2 separate regions of the Triticum aestivum genome follow, and region 1 is linked to region 2. A link is a contact called in public Hi-C data. All regions are on one chromosome and are shown on one strand. Each heading gives the region's core, a stretch centred on a gene start, on an enhancer-like site or on the middle of the called end of the contact. The rest is flanking DNA. Distances are from core to core; before and after follow the strand shown.

Region 1 (4,251 bases), core at 1,015-3,514, 260 kb after region 2:
ATCATATATACAGTGTGGGTGGGGTGGATTATTTGTCAACCAGTGTCTGGGGGCTCTGAGCTCTTAGAACAGGTCCCACTGCCAGTAGATCTTGTCCACGATGCCTCCACCGCTTCGCACAGCGACATGGAGGGTCTCCGATGCCGGAGGGACGCCCCACAGCAACGGAACCGCCACCGACATGGTCAGCTTCTCCTGAAGGCCGTCACTACTCGCCTTCTCTGCAGTCACAATCTGAACAAAAATGGCACCCTTTTAAGTTTGAAAGGATGTTCAATTGGAGATAAAGCTTTGATTTTGCAGTTTGAGGAATCCAATGACTGCACATTGTCAATATTACAGAGGCACATATAGTTCCAGGGGTAACATAAGTACCTCGCCACCATGCTCCAAGACGGTATCTTCTACCACATCGCTCAGCATTTCAATAGACCGACAGAAGCCAAAGATGCATAATCTTCTACCCATGTCTAGGCCCTGATAGATATATCACATGGTATTACTATACGAAAACATAAACATCAAACACACATAAGTGGTAAGAAATATTTACATTTGTAGCTGCAATGTTAAATAGTGCTCCAAGGCAAAGACTTTGATTTGGATCCATGTAAGAGCTCTCCTGAAACCGGCGGAGTTTGCCTTTTCCTTTTTGTTGCCTCTTCTGGCCAAATTTAACACACATGAGGATGACATACAAAATATTGATGACGCCAGGATAAAGCAACTTCAGCAAGTATGCATGAATAAGCTTGAATCCACAACAAAACAAAAAAGAAATGGCTGAGTCGATATTCCCAGGATACAAAAAAATATTGTAAGCTTTCAGGCAATTAGCATTCAGTGAGTACAGTGGTTGAAATGAATATGGCGCTCAAATATACTCCTATATGGTGCTGCTTTTCAAGGTTTTACAGTCTTGATTCCCGATAAATATGCTTTATTATTGCATGATAACGTAAGTAAAATGTGAAAAGAGCTGAATCTTTTTAACATGCACAATAAAATTGGTATTGCCCCGAATGCAGTAACCAAAGGTGTAAGCATGATTCCCTGTTTAATATACATTTCCAAGTGTTATAGAAACTCTAGTTACGCATATTTCCCGGTGTTAGATAAATTCCAGTTAACGATTCATGGCTGATCAAACTAAATAGAATCGGACTTTGTGGTACAGTGAACAAATAGAAATAACACAAAGTTATTTCCATGGAAACCGGAAGGACGGCATATACCGCTTACATATTCATGCACACCGAATAACAGTGTTCGCAATATGCATAACATCTCAGTCCCGAAATGGAGTTCCATTTTAGTCATACTACTAGTAACAAGGATCTGACATATAGCTGCTCAGATAGTTTCGCTCAGTATGACGCAGGAGGGAGGTTTGTAGTTCCAGCTCAACAAGATTCAGTACCTCGGAAGCGGTGACTCGGCGAGGCACCATGTTACCGCCTATCTGAACAAGCCCATCGGAAGTGAAGAGCGTGATTTTATCCTCTTGCACCCACTCGATATCTGCCAGGAGAAAGACACGCAGATCGAACCCGTCAGGGCGCAACGGCATGGTACACACAGATCAGTACAGTACAGAACCCCCTAGGAAACAAATCGACATTCTGCCCAACGATGAGCACAGCCGCCTGTCCCATTACCAACTACTACCATCTCTTCCCACGAAGCACGCAACAGCGACCGCAGCATGAATATCACTTGTCTCTCGGAATAAAGAAAACATCACTGGTCGAAGCGCTGGGTCAACAAACAGGAGAGTGATCCGGGGGCGCGAGTTTACCGAACCCAGTGGTGAGATCCAGGGGCTGCTCCCACGGGTACGGCCCGTAGAGGTCCTCGGGCTCGCCCTTCCTGGCCCGGGCGCGCAGCCGCGAGCCGGGGCGGCAGCGGCGCGGGGACCGGGGCCTCCCGCCGCCGCGGAGAGGGGAGGAGAGGGGCCTCCTGGACGCCAGCGAGCGCGGGAGGGAGGAGGAGAGGGCGGCGGAGTCGGCCATCGCTCGAAATGCGGCAGGGAGGGATCGCGGACGGAGGGAGGGAGGAAGGATCGGCGGATTTTTATCGGGGGACGGCGGGGGCGAGGTGTGGTGGGCGTGGATTCTCCCGGCGGTGGACTTGGCTCGGCCGCGGTGCCTTTCTTGCGGGCCTTTTCCGGGGCCACAGGAGGAGGGCGGTGGATCGCGGCCGTCGGCTGCGCTGGTTTTGTGGAGATGGAGGGTCCGGATCGGCCTGGAGCCGGTGGGCGTGGTTTATCCGCTGCTGATGCTACCGACAAATCAAGGTTCGGCTGTCAAAGTCCGAGATGGGCCGGGGATCTCGAGGGGTGGATATTCAGTGGTGCTCGGAAATGGATAAGGGATTGCTTGCGGAACGGGAGAGTGGATTATGTGCTCGTTTGCATTGCGCCCTTTATTAGTTTGAAACAAAATTCAAAACAAACACTTCAAAAGTTTCATAGAAATATTAATTTGACTGTTGCCTTATACGGAGTAAGTCACAGACAAATTTAAAGAGGATTGAAGCCGGAAAGACAACTCAAATACGAAGTGCCATCATCTACCTGAACGCACTTGTTCAAACCACTCGCTTTCCCTTGTGGCTGCTCTCAAACGTACTCGCGCTGACTTAAAATTTTGGCGGCGCTCTGCCTCTAAACACTCGTGAGAGGAACTGCAAGACTGTCATTTCCGTTCTCGACCTCATCGAAGAATCTCGATTCCTCTCGCATCCTGAATTATGCTAGAATTGTTATTTGTATTTCCTTATATCATGATAAATGTTTACTATTCATACTAGAATTGTATTAACCAGAAACTTAGTACATATGTAAATACATAGACAAAACAAAGTGTTCCTAGTATGCCTCTACTTGACTAGCTCGTTAATCAAAGATGGTTATGTTTCCTGACCATAGACATGTGTTGTCATTTGATGAACGGAATCACATCATTAGAGAATGATGTGATGGACAAGACCCATCTGTTAGCTTAGCATAATGATCGTTAAGTTTTATTGATATTGCTTTCTTCATGACTTATACATGTTCCTCTGACTACGAGATTATGCAACTCCCGAAAACCGGAGGAACACCTTGTGTGCTATCCAACGTCACAACGTAACTGGGTGATTATAAAGATGCTCTACAGGTGTCTCCGAAGGTGTTTGTTGGGTTGGCATAGATCGAGATTAGGATTTGTCACTCTATGTATCGGAGAGGTATCTATTGGCCCTCTCGATAATGCTCGTCACTATAAGCCTTGCAAGCAATGTAACTAATGAGTTAGTTACAAGATGATACATTACAGAACGAGTAAATAGACTTGCCAGTAACGAGATTGAATTAGGTATGAGGATACCGACGATCGATACTCGGGCAAGTAACATACCGATGACAAAGCGAACAACGTATGTTGTTATGCGGTTTGACCGATAAAGATCTTCGTAGAATATGTAGGAACCAATATGAGCATCCAGGTTCCGCTATTGGTTATTGACCGAAGATGTGCCTCGGTCATGTCTACATAGTTCTCGAACCCGTAGGGTCCGCACGCTTAACGTTCGAGATTTGTATTATGAGTTATGTATTTGGGTGGCCGAAGTTTGTTCGGAGTCCCGAATGAGATCACGGACATGACGAGGAGTCTCGAAATGGTCGAGAGGTAAAGATTCATATATTGGAAGGTAGTATTCGGACATCGGAATGGTTTTTGAGTGGTTCGGATATTTTATCGAAGTACCAAGAGGTTACCGGAACCCCCCGGGGAAGTATTGTGCCTACATGGGCCTTAGTGGAGAGAGAGGAGGGCCACAAGGGGTGGCCGTACGCCCCCCTGGCAAGTCCGAATTGGACTAGGGGAGGGGCGGCGCCCCCCTTTCCCTCTCCCTCTCCCTCCCCTTCCTTTTCCCTCTGGTAGAAGAAAGGAAAGGGGGTGGGCGAATCCTACTAGGAGTGGAGTCCTAGTAGGACTCCCCCCATGGCGCGCCCCTCTTGGCCGCCGGCCTCCTCCTCCCCTCCTTTATATACGGGGGCAGGGCACCCCAAAGACACATCAATTGTTCTCTTAGCCGTGTGCGGTGCCCCCTCCATAGTTTACACTTCCGATCATAGCGTCGTAGTGCTTAGGCGAAGCCCTATGCGGATCGCATCACCATCACCATCATCACGCTGTCGTGCTGATGAAACTCTCCCTCAACCCTTTGCTGGATCAAGAGTTCGAGGGGCGTCATCGAGCTGAA
Region 2 (4,292 bases), core at 382-2,881:
TTTTTCCATCATGAGGAACATTTGCGTCATCTTATTGAATTCTTCTGTGCTCCTAAATTTCTGTTAGGACAAAAAGGATAGCACGAATTAATCGAGTGTTTTAGAAAAATCATTGTCTTAGCTTTCACGGCGCACTTCCAATTACTGCAACCTGAGCGTGAGATGGCCAACTATACGTTTCCCAGCCATCCAAGACAGCAGTGTAGTATCCGCTCAAGCACACTATCAAAGATCCAAAACTGTTCTCTGATGGCCACGGTGGACTGATCAACATGAACACAGCAGCACATATTAATTGCACGTACTAAAGGCTCTGCTTCCGATTACTTGTGGTAGCACCTGGATATGTCATACAGTATATCCTAAGAGCATCTCCAACGGCCGCCGAACGCCGCGCGTAAAAGATGGCTTTAGAGCGCACCCATCGTCTGGTTTGGCGCGGCGCTAAAATGCAGCGCGCGCACCCCTCCAGCAGCCGCGCAAAAATTGCAGCGCGCGCTCATTATACAAACTAGGATGTAGGCATTGGAAGCATAGAAACTAGATAGATTGCATAGGATTTTAAACGATACAAAGGTATTTTACATCGGAAACATAGATTGCATAATTTAAAAACGACAAACGATAGAAAACTAAATAGATAGCATAAAAAACTATTCTAAGTCACTATCATCATCATCACCATTATCATCCTCGGCGGTGTCGTCCAAGGTTGATAGCCATATGTCCAACCAACGATCATAGTTCTTCGTGAAGAACGACCTCCCACCTGCTGCAACGAGATCGGTCTTCGCGTTCGCCAACGCCTTCCGCCGACGCCTGTCCAACCGCGTCTCGCGGCGCCTTTGCGTGTCCTCCTCGCGACGCCTTGCCCAGTAGCCTTGCTCGTAGGCGACGTCCTCCGGGTGGCGCTGGCGCCACTCCGCCATGACCCGCTCGTCCTCCTGGGCGACGAGGAGGCCGCGCTGCCGCTCGGCGTGCTCCGCACGGTCTTGTGCCGTGTTCAGACGAGGCGGCGGGGCGACGTCGAGCGCCTGCTGGAGCGTGTACACGTCTTGGAAGTTCATCTGGCCGCGCGGCTGGCCCAGGCGCCACGCCACCGCGTCGTACGCGCGGGCGGCCTCGCGCGCCGTCCCGTACGTGCCGAGGCCGAGCCGGAGATCGCCGGAGCGTATCTCCGCGTAGTAGCCGCCGTTGGGGCGCAGGCGGACGCCGCGGTAGCCGGACGCTCCTCAGCGGTGCGGCGGCATGGCGGGGCGCTGGGGTGGTGGAGGCGCGTCGGTGGTGGGGTGCTGGAGCGGCGCGTGGCAGAGAGGGAGAGGAAGAAGAGAAGAGGAGGCGTGGAGAGGCGTGTGCCGCACGCTGCACTTTATAAGCGCGCCGGAAGCGGTGCGCAAAAAATGAGGCGCGCGCTGGCGCCTTTTTTCGAGCGCGCAAACGGTTCCCGCGTGCGTGATTATCCCGCCACCGCTGGAGCGCGGCAAAACGCCCCGCGCGCGCTAAAAGCTGCGTTTACCCCGCGCGCGCGTCGTTTCGCGCGGCCGTTGGAGATGCTCTAAGATCGGCTAAAGTAATAAGAAAATTTTCTAGGGTGATGATATACATAATACCATAAGTTTTTTTCACCAATAGCAACGGTCAGGTTTCATCGGATAGGACGATGGTGCCCCTCTTTGAGCACCAGAGAAAACCCGATGTCCGGTTCCGTGGATCTCTCTTTCTCCCACTATCACATTCCTAATTGGAATTGGCATCTTTTTTTCTCTCCCTGATGAGGTGATGCGAGAAATTTCAGATGTACCAATTTCTAGAAGCATTTGTTGGGCGAAACCATTTTCAAGGTGTGATTGGCGGTGTCGCGACTTATACAGAGATGAGAACCATGAAAAGCAAGATCTCAAATAAGAAAACAGACACCGAGGAAGAGGAAACGAACACTAACATCAAAGGAAGACAACTCTCAAATGGATTTGTTGGTCTATGATGAGCAAGTAGAAGCAACTTGCTTACTCACCTAGGGTGGCTCCGCCTACTACTCCTACGTATCCTTCTCACTCGTCAAACCATAGCTCTAACTCAGTCAAAGTCAAACTCCACAATTTCTAAGAACATAAACCCAGTAGCCCAGAAGGAAGGTTATGTTCAAAACTCATTTCGTATTCGATAACCCAGCCGTACAAGAAAGAGGCTGCTAGTTGACAATGGTGGCGGCGATCCCTTGATGAAGCCATTTTCTTAGTTGCTCGCGGTGTCTGCCGTTTGGAATGGGGATGTTGAATGCCATGTTTGGTATGGGCTGCTTCTCAGGACGTCGGCATCCGGGACGCGATATGCAACGTCGTCAACGGTTCCTCCATGACTTCTTCCCTTAGGCGTGGTCAGGTCCTACAACCCACTTGCCGACTCCTCTTGGCGTTAAGGTGAGTGCACACTGATCCGCTCGGTTTTGGAGTTGTGGTTGTGTGACGGAGGTGACACACATTGGCCGTGACACGGTCTAGGTGAAAAAGCTAGCTTCAAGTCTTAAGCTCAAGATCAGTTCGGTTGGCGATGGCCACGACGAGCTTACCAACCTTCAGCTCTTCGTTCGATCGAGTTTAGCTTCACAGGACGTGTCATCCCGTCACACGGTACCTATATATACCCCGGCCCCACTAATATAAAGTGCAGCCGCACCAACCGCAATCCCAATTCGCAACGGCCCTAACAGACATACGCACGGGCGCGCGGCCGGCAGCACGGCAAGTCGGCGACTCGTGCGCCCGCCGGACACCGGCCCGCCGCTACGTCTACGCCAGCGTGCCGACGCAGGCTTCCACTTTTCTCCCCTCCCCCCGCCCGCTCCTCCTCCTCCCATGAGCGGGCGCCGCACCGCCCCCCGGCGGCCAGACGAGATGACGGACTCCACCGACTCGCCGTCGGAGCGCGCGGGCGCCGGCTTGGGCCAACACGCCGGCGGCACGGATGGCGACGGAGCAGGCGCGCTGTGCCAGTACCAGCACGGCGGCCCCGCCAGGGCGCCGCGGCTGGGGCTCGAGATCCGGGAGCCCTTCCTGCGTCTGATCACGTCCATGCGAGCCGCGCTCGACCCCGCCGCCGACGACAGAGGCGCCGGCCCAGAGGGGGAGGAGCCGCCAGCGGTGAAGAATCAGGGCCGGAGACGGCTGACGCGGGTGGGACTGCGAGCGCTCCAAATCGGCGACAGCAAGGTTCCTACTCAACTATAGTACTAGTACATACTACTGTACCATTATCATCTGTGCACATCGATAGAATCGCATGCTCTTGGTTTCTTTCTTTCTTGCCTATGAACTCACTCCTGGCCATATACAGATCGATCGAACGGACGAGTTCGACATAGCGGCCAAGTTCCAGTACAAGAAGCCCAAGAAGATGGTGCTCCAGCTGCACCGGGCCGACGCCTTGGTCAAGATCGACATCCTCTGGTCCAACATCCTGGCCATGTCGGCGCGCTTCGACGACGCGAGATTCGACAAGCTGAGGATCCAGGTATATATGATGCATCTGCAGCCGGAGTCCGTCTTTGTTTCCCCCCTTTTGAACAGATCCTCATGTATGGTGATGCAAGCATGAAGTACAGTATATGCAACTAACAATTTACATGTGTGCAACAAACCGATCGGTGTTTGTACGTGCAGGTTAAATGCGCGTCCGAGCGGTACAGTGCTCCTCAACCTGCGGCAGCAAGCAGAATGCATCTCCGATGGCAGCGCTGCGACGATGTTATACCAAGGTAATAGTAAGCCATGGTTGATCTTGATTTCTACACGTTAGGTTTCGATCTCTAGCGCTTCGCCTGAAGCCCTGAACCATTGTTATTCAATCTCCAGGACCTTTTTTCTCTGGTTTGACAAGGGGACGCTGGAGAGGGGCTACGGCAAAATGATGTACGCCGACCCTTCGCTGCTTCGACTGCCGTCGCCCCCTCCGGGACAAGGAGAGGAGGGGGAGGAAGAAGCCCCGTCCCCGCCATTCCTCATAGGCGCGACGCCGAGCACGATGATGATGATAGGCTCAGCAAACACAGGTAAACTGCTAAAATTCTGGTCATTCTCCAAGACGACTCCAAAGTGATCGGAGACTGCCTCGGCGCAGTTTTGCTCCTGCCCTTCTTCAGCTGAACCTGAAACAACGCACGGTTTTTTCTACGATTTGCAGGGGCCGATTCCCCGATGTATCATGAGTACTGGGGCACCCAGTTGCAGGACTCAGCACATATTCGTTCCTTGTACAGATAGCCGTTATTCATTGACATTCATTTTCTTCATTCG

Evidence for each region. A called contact is a pair of places that touch in the nucleus more often than the background predicts.
Region 1: a Hi-C map of leaf shows a contact between it and region 2, with 4 times the contacts expected there. The contact joins the promoter of LOC123093177 here to the promoter of LOC123093175 in region 2. A contact is called at or near these places in 2 of 5 Hi-C or Micro-C datasets (leaf and an unstated tissue).

Annotation. Positions count from the first base shown.
Region 1 is chr4B:543,427,838-543,432,088 of IWGSC CS RefSeq v2.1, forward strand. LOC123093177 reads right to left here and starts at 2,265. Exons shown (of 5, transcript XM_044515086.1): 1 at 1,799-2,265; 2 at 1,421-1,521; 3 at 554-661; 4 at 376-477; 5 at 1-234. The coding sequence starts at 2,012. The coding sequence ends at 64.
Region 2 is chr4B:543,168,025-543,172,316 of IWGSC CS RefSeq v2.1, forward strand. It overlaps LOC123093175, which reads left to right and starts at 1,632. Exons shown (of 5, transcript XM_044515083.1): 1 at 1,632-3,209; 2 at 3,334-3,510; 3 at 3,660-3,754; 4 at 3,852-4,048; 5 at 4,180-4,292. The coding sequence starts at 2,856. The coding sequence ends at 4,259. It overlaps LOC123093174 (4-coumarate--CoA ligase-like 1), which reads right to left. Exons shown (of 6, transcript XM_044515082.1): 6 at 4,263-4,292.